Linked DNA regions of Drosophila melanogaster: region 2 is linked to region 1. A link is a contact called in public HiChIP or PLAC-seq data. All regions are on one chromosome and are shown on one strand. Each heading gives the region's core, a stretch centred on a gene start, on an enhancer-like site or on the middle of the called end of the contact. The rest is flanking DNA. Distances are from core to core; before and after follow the strand shown. Region 1 holds the start of CG4951. Region 2 holds the start of CG9986.

The links. HiChIP or PLAC-seq counts read pairs in DNA pulled down with a chosen protein or histone mark.
Region 2: a contact with region 1 is called in a POLR2A S2P HiChIP or PLAC-seq map of the Kc167 cell line, with 4 times the contacts expected there. The contact joins the promoter of CG9986 here to the promoter of CG4951 in region 1. A contact is called at or near these places in 21 of 107 Hi-C or Micro-C datasets (the D17-c3 cell line, the Kc167 cell line, the ML-DmBG3-c2 cell line and 9 more) and 2 of 6 datasets of contacts at active chromatin or transcription factors (both in the Kc167 cell line).

What each region holds. Positions count from the first base shown.
Region 1 is chr3R:27,949,589-27,955,487 of dm6, reverse strand. It overlaps CG4951, which reads left to right and starts at 1,376. Exons shown (of 7, transcript NM_001104480.2): 1 at 1,376-1,486; 2 at 1,542-1,990; 3 at 2,147-2,344; 4 at 2,403-2,495; 5 at 2,564-2,731; 6 at 2,806-3,013; 7 at 3,074-3,437. The coding sequence starts at 1,436. The coding sequence ends at 3,247. It overlaps Nep7 (Neprilysin 7), which reads right to left and starts at 571. Exons shown (of 2, transcript NM_143346.3): 1 at 1-571. The coding sequence starts at 467. Gp93 (Glycoprotein 93) reads right to left here. Exons shown (of 5, transcript NM_143344.3): 4 at 4,894-5,899; 5 at 3,337-4,560. The coding sequence ends at 3,663.
Region 2 is chr3R:28,601,163-28,607,589 of dm6, reverse strand. It overlaps CG9986, which reads right to left and starts at 1,511. Exons shown (of 3, transcript NM_143366.3): 1 at 1,236-1,511; 2 at 1-1,179. The coding sequence starts at 1,422. Hrb98DE (Heterogeneous nuclear ribonucleoprotein at 98DE) reads right to left here. Exons shown (of 6, transcript NM_170374.2): 2 at 6,395-6,427; 3 at 4,643-4,818; 4 at 4,272-4,578; 5 at 3,892-3,982; 6 at 1,813-2,128. The coding sequence ends at 3,909. It overlaps snoRNA:Psi28S-3405a (a small nucleolar RNA gene), which reads right to left and starts at 6,061; the gene lies at 5,922-6,061. snoRNA:Psi28S-3305a (a small nucleolar RNA gene) reads right to left here and starts at 5,892; the gene lies at 5,743-5,892. It also overlaps snoRNA:Psi28S-3405b, snoRNA:Psi28S-3405c, snoRNA:Psi28S-3305b, snoRNA:Psi28S-3405d and snoRNA:Psi28S-3305c.

The sequences.
Region 1 (5,899 bases), core at 127-2,626:
CTGATAACCGATAGATAAGCGGGATCGGCAGCGGGCCGCGGAAAGAGCTCGGCCGCCAGGCAGGAATTGTAGAAGCGTTGTGCAACGAGCAGCTCGGCGGACACGTTCAGTGCCTCCGCCAACTTTGTCCTGGTCAGCAGCTGCTCCGTCACGTCCATCAGTGTGTAGCTGATGTCCAGAATATTGCTCCGCCTATGGGGCGATTGCCGCGGCGTTTTCACGTTCTTCCAGTTGCCGCACGCGAACTCGTAGAAGTCGTCGCACGGATCGACGCTGAAGTTCATATAGGACTTCATCATGGCGCCATGGGATCGCAGGTAGTCGGCCGTCTCATCCGTAATCGCGTTCTCATGGGACTCGTCGCCAATACTCCTGGCCTCGCAGTCATTCAAAATCACGCAGATCAGGATGCAAACTGCCAGCCGCGTGTATAGGGGCAGTCGAAAGTAGCTCGAGATTGAGAGCATATTGGTCCGATTCGCAGGGCACACACGCAGTTTGTATAATATAATAAAGTAGTGCGGCCAGTGATCGATCGACCCGGATTATTTGAAAAACCCAACAAGCTCGACTACCTAATCCGGAACGCGATTGAGAACTGAGCAAGCAGCAGCATCTCTCCGATCCCATCGGCGTGTGCTTTTTTTTCGCAATCATGTTGACCAGCAGCACTGGACAACAGAGATTATAATGAATTATATTACTATGACGTCGTTCCGCACACTTTCACCATCTTTGGTGCGCATTCTAAGCCACTGCTTTGAATAATAAGGAGGAGGTCATGGGCATCCAAGCTATCTCTCTAGCCAACTTAGTTTTTAGGTAACCACTTTCGCAGAATGGGAACGATTTTGCTGCACTGTGTAGTCCGGCTGTTCTCTTGGCGAGACTTGACCTAAGCCACACGCTTCTGTTGATAAGGATTTGTAAGTTCTGGGAGATTCATTGATAGCGCCCCTCATTCATTCAGAGTAAAAACAATTCTCAGTTTTGGTTTCAAAATCTCATCGTCACTTGTGTCACACGATTGCACATTGTGAACACGTTCTGAACTTTTGTCCTAATTAACACTTAACACTTTTTTATCTTTGTTGTTTTTTTTTATAAATAAATGCATATATCAGGTGGATTCTTAATATGTTCATTATGCATAATTACTATTTTTATACTTTCTATAGAGATCTCTGTGGTAAAACGTAAAAGTATTTCTTGTCACGTTCCAAAAAAACATTTTGCAGTTTTCTCCAGATAATGAATATTTATGAATTGAATTCAGCTTAAGTTGATACTTTTTTGCCGCCCAAACGTCGATAAAAAAATACAATCGATAGACCACCAAAGCGCTCGTAGTGTGCCCAAAGATCCGCCCCGAATTGTTGTTGCTGTGCCTGTCAGCGGCTACGGTCACATCAGGACGCATAGCAATTTTATAAAAATGTCATTTTCCGCCATCGGTGATTGCCAACTAATTTCGCAATTATACCAGGTAAAAGCCACTGAGATGTGTGATCCGCCATGTCCTAAAGCAGCTCCCATTTCAGTACAAGAAGCACCGCGTCATCTGCAGCGTCAAAGTTCTGCCGACACCTGTGACCCATTTTGAGCGGGAATCCAAGAATGATTTCCATTGGATGACCGCGGATCGGTGGAGCCGGATTGAGTGTGGTCTATGGCGCCTGTTCGAGAACCTGAAGCAGTGGCAGGATGCCTACCAACTGGACACCGAGCTCATTATCGATCACATCATCGTGCGCGTCCAGGCGACCAATAAGTCGCATCCTGCAACGGTCGCTCTTCTGGCCGGTACGGAGTCCAGCTCCAAGGATCTCTGCCTGGACCTACAGCTGCAGTACATAACACAAGAGGACACCACCATTGTGGACGTCATTCCCGCCAAGCGCGAGCTTGCCACGGAAGCAGAAACAAATGGCACCAGACCCACATCCCGCAAGATCCGCGTAGCAAACTCAGGATCCAAGCCAAAAGCGGGGTAGGAAACCCTATTAATTAGTCCCAAATACTCCATAGGCTTGGATTGTGTGGTTTTTGATCCCAATAGCTATGAACCACCTTTGCACCTTTCACATTTTATGTACCGAAGTTGAATGCATTTTAATGTTTTCTCCACTGCATGTTTCCCCTCCAGCACACAATCGAAGCCCAAGCACATTGACGCCGACAACGAGGATGACAAGAGCTCCACCACGGCCAGCCAACCAACCAAGATCAAGAGCGAGCGCAGGTCCATTTCCCAAGGAGGCGAAAAGGATAAGGCTTCTTCCAGCAGCCCCAGTTCCTCGCAGCAGAGCAACCGCATTAAGCGATCGCACAGTCCATCACAGCAGTGAGTTAGGCGAAGGCTAGGATGTGAGAGAACTAAGAGCCTATTGATCTATTCGCAGGAATTCCAGATCCAGCTCCGTTGAGGCCAAGCCTGCACGCCGCTCCGGCCGATCGCCCATACGCCCGAGTCGATTCAAAAACTTCGTAGTTGGGTAAGCCATAGAAATATGGTGCTATAGCGATCAGTTTCATTCATCATTTCCCTGGCTGCCATTTTCAGCGAGACCAGGAGCGGCAAGAGCAGAGGACCCAAGCCCAAAGTGAAACGAGTATCGCCAGTGCCGGCCAAAGATTTCAAGGTGGAACACATGGACGGAGGGCGGTTCAATGCATTGCAGCGGCTGGACAGCATGCTGGACACGCCCAAGCCGCGCGAGGTTAAGATTTTGTAAGTGACTCGACTAGATGCAAATAAAGCGAACACGAATGTGCCTTCAACTTGCGTTCTTTTGATTGGCTCAGACTCTTGGAAAAAATGGGCGAGGACGAGGTGCTGAATACGTTCGAAAACTATCGCAGCGACTTCGATAAGCTGTTCAAGGAGCGCGAGTTCAAGCCGCGCACCAGTCACTACATGAACATTGCCCACATGGACGTCATCGACATACTGAGCAAGAGCATTCACCAGCAGATGCTCAAGAAACTGGGCGAGGTCTACAGCAGTCGAAGCGTAAGTTTGGGGCGTCCTGGAGTGACACACATATCCATCCTAACATGTCCCGATTACCAGAACCACACGTCGCTGCTGGTGAACGGACTGCTCCCGCTGTGGATAGTGCGCCTCTTTATGGACACATACACGCTGTCCCAATCGGAGGCCGTGCAGCAGATCCGCGACCAGATGAAGTACAACACCTACTTGAGGGCCCTGAACGATGAGCCGCTGAGTTCCGATCTTGACTGATCGAGCAATCAATTCACTTTTTAACTATTTTTTGGTATCCGATTGCGGAAATTTTACATTGCGCGCCATATTAAATAGGCAGTTGTTTTAGTTTTAAATTCATTTGTCTTTATTTGTTTTGATTGGAATCTGTTGTGTACTAAGCATATTACATTGTATAAATACATAATTCACTTGCTTTCGAAAAAAGAAAACGCTTGAGCAACCAAGTGTGCTGGCTGAAATGGTGGAGTGCTCTCTGGGCGACTGGCGGTGATGACGGCGTGGGCGAAGGACTACGAAATTATTTTACTTAGAATCTAGCGTGTAATGTTGATGGAGTGCCCGCCCGGCCACCCGGTGGCGGTTTAAAACTCAGTCTGAACTTCACACTCTTATGTACAATCTATTTGGACAGTGGGTGAGGTGAAGTAGTTTACAGCTCGTCGTGCTGCTGCTCCTCCTCCTCATCATCGGCGTTGCCGCTCTCCTGGCTGCCGGTGGCGGTCTCCTCGGCATCATCCTCCTCCTCCTCGTCGAACTCCACCTGCTCGTCTTGGGAGACACCCAAGGTCTGGCGCATCATCTGCTCAATACTGTCGGCGAACTGCGAAGTCTCCTGGAGCATGTATCCAGACCGCAGGGTGGCGGTGCGGAACATCATCACAGCCATGTCCTTGGCGGTGTCATCGGCCTCGTCGGCCTCCACGCGGCGCAGCAGCTCGCGCATCAGCGGATGCCTGGGATTGATCTCGAGCGTTTTCTTCTGGTTGAGGTAGTAGGTGCGCTGAGGATCGTCGGACTTCTGGTGGGCGTTGGACATGGCCAGACGCTCCATGTTGCCGGTCCAGCCGAAGACGCCGGCCACGAGGGCGCATGGCGAGTTGCTCAGACGCTCGGAAACCTGGGCCTTGGAGATCTGATCCTTGAGTGCCACATCGTTCAGCCACTTGACCAGCGGCTCGAAGGTGCTCTTTAGCGACTCGAAGTTCTTCTTGCTCTTCTCGGACTCGTTCAGCTGGAATCCCTCCTTGGCCACGTTCTGGAACTTCTTGCCATCGAACTCGGGCAGCGCGGAGATGCAGTACTCGTCGACGGCCTCCACCAGATACAGCACCTCGTATCCCTTGCTCAGCAGACGCTCGACGAACGGCGACTTCTCGACCTCAGCGCGGTTGGCACCAGCGATGTAGTAGATGTGCTCCTGCTTGGCCTTCATGCGCTCCTTGTACTCCGCCAGCGAGGTGACGCCCTTGCCGTTGGAGGTCTGGAAGCGGAGCAGCTTGGCGAGACGCGATCGGTTGCTGGGATCCTCCATCACGCCCAATTTGATGCTGAAATGAGTCAATTAAGTCTTGATAAGCAACGAAAATCCAAGAATTCGAGGTTATAGCTAATGGAAATGCTTATTTAACTAAAATAAAATATTTAAGTATAAACTCTACACGTCACCAGTGCCAATATTATAATACTACGTGGATTTCCTTATCTTATCAGCGCGGAATTCTTTAAAGCAACAAACTAAATATATTAATTTGTTGGCAAAAAATAATACACGTCATTCTATTCTCCATATTATAATGGATTCTGCGGAAATGCTTATCATAAATAACTAATTATTTGAACAGGCAAAGAACGTTTCTTAATTCCTAGAAAGCGACACTTACTTGGTGGAGAACTCCTTCCAGAACTTCTCATACGCCTCCTTGTCGATCTTCTTCAGCATATCGAGAACCTTGCGGACCAGCTTCTTCTTGATCACCTTGATGAGCTTGTGCTGCTGCAGAGTTTCGCGGGAAACGTTCAGGGGCAGATCGTCGGAGTCGACGACGCCACGAATGAAGCTCAGGTAGTTGGGCATCATGTCGTTGAACTCGTCGGTGATGAAAACACGGCGCACGTACAGCTTAATGTTGTCGGACTTGGTGCCGTAGCGGTTGAAGGACTCCGATGGCTGCACCTTGGGCACGTAGAGCAAACTCTTGAAGGTCACCTCGCCCTCGGCGATGAAGTGCGTCTGGGTCAGGGGCTCGCTGGAGTCCTTGGTCAGGCTCTTGTAGAAGCTAGTGTACTCATCCTCGGTCACTTCGGCGGGCTTGCGCGTCCAGATGGGCTTGCTGTCGTTGATCAGGGTCCAGTCCCAGGTGGTCTTCGAAACCTTTTTGGTCTTGGGCTTCTCATCTTCGGCCTCCTCGACCTTGGCGTCCTCATCCTCCACGTCATCCTCGCTCTTCTCGGGCTTGGCCTCCTCCTCCACGGGCACCTCCTCCTCGACGGTCTTGCTGGACCACATGCGGATGGGGAAGTTGATGAACTGCGAGTACTTGCGGATGAGCTCGCGCACGGTGTCCTCCTCCAGGAAGTCCTGGGCTTCTTCCTTCAGATACAGCGAGATCACGGATCCTCGCTTCAGAGTATCGCCACGGGGATCCTCGGTGATGCTGAAGCTGTTGGCATCCGACTCCCAGATGTACTGTTTGTCGTCGTTGTGCTTGGTGGTCACCACTACACGATCGGCGACCAAGAAAGCGGAGTAAAAGCCCACACCGAACTGTCCAATCATGTCGTTCATATCGAGTCCCTCCGACTTGCTGGGATCCTGCATCTTGGCCAGAAAATCGGCAGTGCCGGACTTGGCAATTGTACCCAGGTTATTGATCAGATCCTGGTGAG
Region 2 (6,427 bases), core at 262-2,761, 650 kb before region 1:
GCAGAGCCGGAATGGTCAGCGTGGTGATGTCGTGCCTGCTGGCTGTCTTTAGGATGTTTCGCAAACCCAAGATCACTGGATGCCGCGAGTTGATCTCACTGGGACTGTTGATGGGTTCGTCCGAAATCAGGTGAAAAATAACATGCGTTTGCGAGAGATTCGAGTGCTTGGTGATGAAGAAGTCGCCTGTTTTCAGTCTGGGCACGCTCTTCTTGGTCGGCGAGGGTGTGCCACTGCCCTCGGCACTGCTGTTGCTAGTACTACTGCCACTGGAATCTTCAGTGGTCAAATTCTTAATCTGCTTCTCGATCTTTTCCATCTGAACGTCTATTTGCTCAAAATGAAACTCGGTGGACTTGTTGGCATTTTTAATGATATTCTTGTTGGCCTGGGCCTGAATCGATGGGGTCAGCACGACGACGCCGCAGAGGGAACTGGAGTACAATCCCAGAGCCATGTTAAGGCCATTAAGACTCTCCTCGGCGTGCAGCGGACTGCAGAGCTCCGTGACATTGGCACTCAGGATGCGTATGTTGTGCATGTGCTTCAGCTGGGAGCCCAGGTGAATGGTGAAGCTCTCCTCCATGGAGGGCTGTTGCGAGACGAACATGGAGGAGCGGTTACCCAGCGGCGTGGCCACCGGCGACACTTGAAACATCTGACTGACCTGACTGGTGATCCAATTTCGATACTCATTCTTCTGATGACCCATCATTGCTTCTAGTTCGGATTCGTATCGCTTCCGCACATAATTCTGCGTGGTGTACTGCTGCGCCAGCAGATTGTTGATATCCTCCGAGGTGGTGGTGATGTCCAACTGATTTATCTGGCTATCCATTTCCTGCTGCTGAGAGTTGTTCAACGTCTCCACCTCGCTGTCCATAAGATCGGTCATGTCGGACACCACCTTGGCATATGCACGCTCTCGCTTGAGTATGTCCTCCAGGGACGAAGAGTGCACCAGGCGATGGAAGCTCTGGGCGAATATGTCAGCATCGCTGGGACCCACACGATCGGCAAATTGCAGTAGTTCCTCCTTGTACAGCCTCTCTGTGTCCCGCACAATGGCCTCGATGTCCATCTCCTCGTTGGCCGCCTGTTTGAGTAGCTTTTCGGCTTGGTCGTCCAGGAAATTTTGCTGCTCCGTATCCACGAATTTCTGCAGCTCCCGTTCGAGTTCTAATTGGAATAGCAAGACTAAAGCTGGTACTCCATCCGCACATACTGATACTCACTGATATTCTCGTCCAGGTACCGCATCATAGGGTCCATCTGGTTGGGAGCCATCAGCTGGGTGATACACTCCTCCAGATTTTCCTGGTCAAAGGGAAAAGTGATGTCCAGCCGGGATTCGCAGTCTTGGCCTTTATGATTTTTATACTTGTACACAAAGGGCAGCGTGCGAGTGGCAGTAGAGTCCATTTCAGAGGTCCTTAGTCGGTGTTTTAGTTAGTTATAGTCATTAATTCGCAAGTTAACGCCCCCTGCCTAAAAGAAATGCAATTAGTATGACCGTATTGCGACCGCTTAAATATATCGCAGAAAACTTATTCACCACTTAGAGAAGACTCAAACCAACAACAAAGTGACAGACACAGTGCTCATTTATCATGATTTATTATTTTCAGTGGACTAATTAAAATTTAACATTAAATGCAACAAAATGAATGCTTTGAAAATCATTCAACTATATAAAACGGAATTTGCGATTTTACGCCAATCACGTTACATTCGCAACGCCATTATTGTTCAAATACCGTTATTTTCCCCCACTGGTGAAATTTTAATTCAAAATGAAACGAAAATCATTTTGTTTGGTATTCTGAAATTTCTTTATTCAAAGATAGTAATAATGAAAATAAAATGAAGTAATAAATAAAAGTCGTATATTTACGATGGTGCAGAGGGGAAACCGTTCAACATCCATTCCATCCTCAGGTGCGACGAGCCGATTCAGACCACCTGAAAGTTACAACTTTTTCCGGATTTGGGATCTGCGGAGGATTACTTACCCAGAGGGAACCGAAACCCAGCGACCGGAGTTGCTAGCAAACGCGGGCACCTTCCGTGGCTGCATTCAGTAGCGCGGCGGCAGTCTTTCAGCGCTTCGCATACTTTTCGCAGCCAACTGGCAACAGAAATTACAATAATATACATGGTTGTAAATGACATGGTACAGCAGGCGGGGGGCAAATCAAATAAAAGGGGAAAATGATTCCTGTTAAGCGAGTGAAAGGAGAACTCTCGAACGACGTTAATGGCCCGCCCACAACAAATGCTATAGTAAAGTACATATTCTTGGCTGGCTTTTGGACCTGGTCAGACTTGCTGCACCTTGTTACCTCTGCAATACACTCTCATTCTGATCGAGATCCTTTTGCTGATGCTGCTACAGAAATATAGAAAACTACGAGGCTTTGGCTTAGCTATATACTTTTTGTTCTTTCGTCAGAGTTTACATCAATTGCGGGACACTTGCTTATTTTTTTTTTTTGCATCTTGTATTTTTTAGCTACATTAAAATGTAAATTTTGTTAAGTATAATTGCGCTGACTCCTCAGACAGACTGCTTGCTAAAAGGTATAAATTACAATAAAGGTTGTTTGTTGATCGGTTACATCTAAGCAGCGGAAGAGGTTATATCCATGTCGACACTTATTCAAAAATCTAAGTATCTAGATTCCTCCACACACGGTCAGGTTCGCTTAGAACTTGAATAGTAAAATTATTAAGACTAGGGTAGCGTGCGGATGGATGCAGAAGTCGCTCCGCACGCTCTACTCGATTTAATTCTATGAGAACTTAGCCTAGTAAAGTTGTAAAATGTAATACATGTTTTTATATATTTTGTGTTTTCTGCTCTGATTATCAAAAGTTGCCGGCAGCCGATGGACTGGAGAGCTGTCTGCAACCAAAGAAACATATCTCTCGGCTGCCGCCTTGAAGTTTTACATAGCTGATTCGTTTATGACTGGTTGTTTTAAGTAGGTTGGTTGGTTGGTTGCTCGTGTGGTGGAGATACAAATGTTTGGCCTGTCGTCGGCTTTGTGGATCTAATTACAATGTTACTTATATGGGCTGCTACATATGGGTTGCAAATTATAGATTACAATTCTGTGGGTATTGGATAGTTTTCGATGCGCCTCTTGACATTCAATTTATCATCGCTTGCAAAGACAAATTGAATGGAATCCTGGTCACCTTCTGTGTACGTGTACTGCCACTTGCTGTGTTTCTTCTGTTTAGCTCACACACTGCTCTGCACTGCACTGCACTCTGTATTGGTCTGGTCTTGCTTGGTACTGATCTCTCTTTCTGTTCTAATCCAAGACTGAACCAAACTTCTTACGACTTCACTGCACTGCACTGATCCTGATCAATCAATCTGTAATGTTTGGTTTGTGGTGCTCGGAAAACTTCTTAGGACTATGAACGTGCGTTCATACTTCATCATATTGATCATTGAATTGCGTATCGTTTACTTGACTTTGAATTTTGGGATTATACTGAGCGACTTTTACTTTATCACCTATAAAATGTCGATAAATGAGAAACGTTATTTAAAACAATTGGTATGAAAAGGAGTTCTTAATTGGTTGATGGGTTTTTGTTCTCTAAATACTTAAAAGTGTAAATACGTATATAAGTTTGTTGAGTAAGGTGGGTCGGACTGTCTCAGCCGTTTTGCTTTTTAGTCTCAATATGCTTTATAAACTACCAAAAATGCCGATAAGGGCGCTATTATAAAAAAAAAAAAACACACAACATATGTTTGTCAAATCAAGCGAAAGATTAATGGTCATACGGGATAGATAAGCGGTTAGTTATGGCCTGAATTCGCCTTGGACTATGTATATTTTTGTGTTAGTAGTGGTTATTTGGATGTCTCACCTCGTCCGGAATCTCTCTCAATATCTGCGGTTGTTGCCACCGTTATTGAAGCCCTGATTGTTTCCGCCATAGTTGCCTTGATTGCCACCGCCTAAAAGAAAACCCAGGATCGTTAGGAACATATCCAATCGTCTTTCTAGTCTAGTTTCTATACTGGTGGTGACTGTTCATGAAAAAACTGTAACGTGGCTGCGTGTTACGTCGTACTGGGATTATCTTACATACGCATAACATAGCGAAGGCCATCGTCAGTTGATCTCACAGCGTTTAATAAGCTAACTGCCAAACTCTATCGACGCTCTAACAGTTAGGTGTCAGGGTACTGTGTCTTGCTATCTAGTTGTTATCAGTAATGCATCAACAGACGTGCTGTTGCTCACCTGCTTTGAATCCACCACCTCCTTGGTAGGGCTGCATGCGATTGTTGTTGAAGTTGCCGCCACCTCGCTGCGGACCGCCGCCATAGTTCTGCTGGTAGCCTCCAAAATCATTGCCACCATTGTTCCAATTGTTGCCGCCGCCTCCAAAGTTGCCGCCTCCATTGCCATTGTCCCACGGATTGTTATTGCCCCAGCTGTTGTTGCCACCGCCATAACCACCACCGCCGCCGCCGCCACCACCGAAGCTGTTGTTGCCCCAGTTGTCGTTACCCCCGCGGTTGTTGCCCCAGTTGTTGCCACCGTTGTTCTGCAATGCCAATTAACCAGTAATAAGCCTCAAATCGAATTGATGGCGATCAATAAGTTCTTACCCAGTTGCCGCCACCATTCTGGTTGCCGTAGTTTCCACCGCCCATGTTTCCGCGGTTTCCACCGGCACGACCACCCGGACCACCGCGTCCTCCGCCACCTCCCTGTTGGTCATTCTGCTTGGGCAAGGCCTTCTTTACGTCCACCATTTTGCCATTCAGCTGATGCTGCTTTTGCACTGCAAAAATAAAGAGGGAAAGCATGCTATTAGTGGTATTCGAAAATGAACTTCCCTATGTGGTGCATCCGGAGGATAGTGTGCCATATACTCTTTCATCATTGGTGCACAAACACCACCAACAACAACAATATAATACTGGCTGGGATTTCATCTTACAGTCACAAACGCCGCACGAGCACATCGAACATTGCTATGCGGAGCTGGGACTGTGGAATTTTAGCTAAAATTAGGATCGATATCGGATAGTACACATTCACCATTTCGGTGCATTTGATTTGCAGTTGTAACGAGGCTGCGTGTTACACAGAATTGATTTATAATATACATTCGCATCACATAGCTTAGCCGACGCTTAAATTAATCTCACAGCGTTTAAATAAAAACCATACAGGCGACTTTTTCAAGCCCGTCAATTTGTCAGTACTGTGACGTCCACGAAGGGGCTGATCTAGAAACTTTCTGTTTAATCGGTTCGATAATCAAGGTGTGCCTTATACTCTTTCATCGTTGATGCACGAAGAGCACCAACAACAATGATATAATACTGGCTGGAATTTATTCTAACAGTCACAAACGCCGCACGAGCACATCGAACATTGCTGTGCGGAGCTGGGACTGTGGAATCGTAGCTAATTTTAGGAGATATATTCACGCTAAATAACATTCACCATTCTGTGGATTTGTCAGTATATTCAAGTAAGCGAAGGCATTTAGATACTCATTCTTTTCATATAGTTGGTAATTCAATGTGATATTGTGCCTTATACTCTTTCATCGTTGATGCACGAACAGCGCCAACAACACGATATAATATGGGCTGGGTCTTTTATCTTACAGTCACAAACGCCGCATGAGCACATCGAACATTGCTATGCGGAGCTGGGACTGTGTATCGATTTCCATAATAGCAATTAATTGAACTATTGTAACGAGGCTGCGTGTTACACTGAATAGGCGCAATGCTTACATTCGCATAACATAGCTTAGCCGACGCTTTAATTCATCTCACAGCGTTTAAAAAAAAACTACCCTGGTGATGGTTTCAAACCAGTTAATTTGTCAGTACTGTGATATTAGGAAACAGTTTTAGATTCAAGCTATAGTGTGCCATATACTCTTTCATCGTTGATGCACGAAGAGCACCAACAACAATGATATAATACTGGCTGGAATTTATTCTTACAGTCACAAACGCCGCACAAGCACATCGAACATTGCTATGCGGAGCTGGGACTGTGGATATATTGTAATAATTGCAATTTTATCGAAATTTCTTGCTTATAGTGCGCATTCGTTTATCCGACGCTGATGGACATTTACGAGAAGCCCTACAATGTGCCAGAGCTGATTGAGCATATAGATTAGGGGTGGTTGCATGTCATACTTTTTTTCTACACGAACGCCGCGTACACAAATGGGGTTAATATTCGTTTCCTGTGCAGATAATTCAATCTGTATTGTATAAATCTAAGAACATGGCAATGTGATTTTCCTAACAGTCTACTCTCGAAGAGATAAATCATTCTTAAAGGATATTTGATATTGTCTAGATTAGGAAAAGCGTTGTACTTACACACAACTTTGTCCACGGGATCGTAGTCGTCGA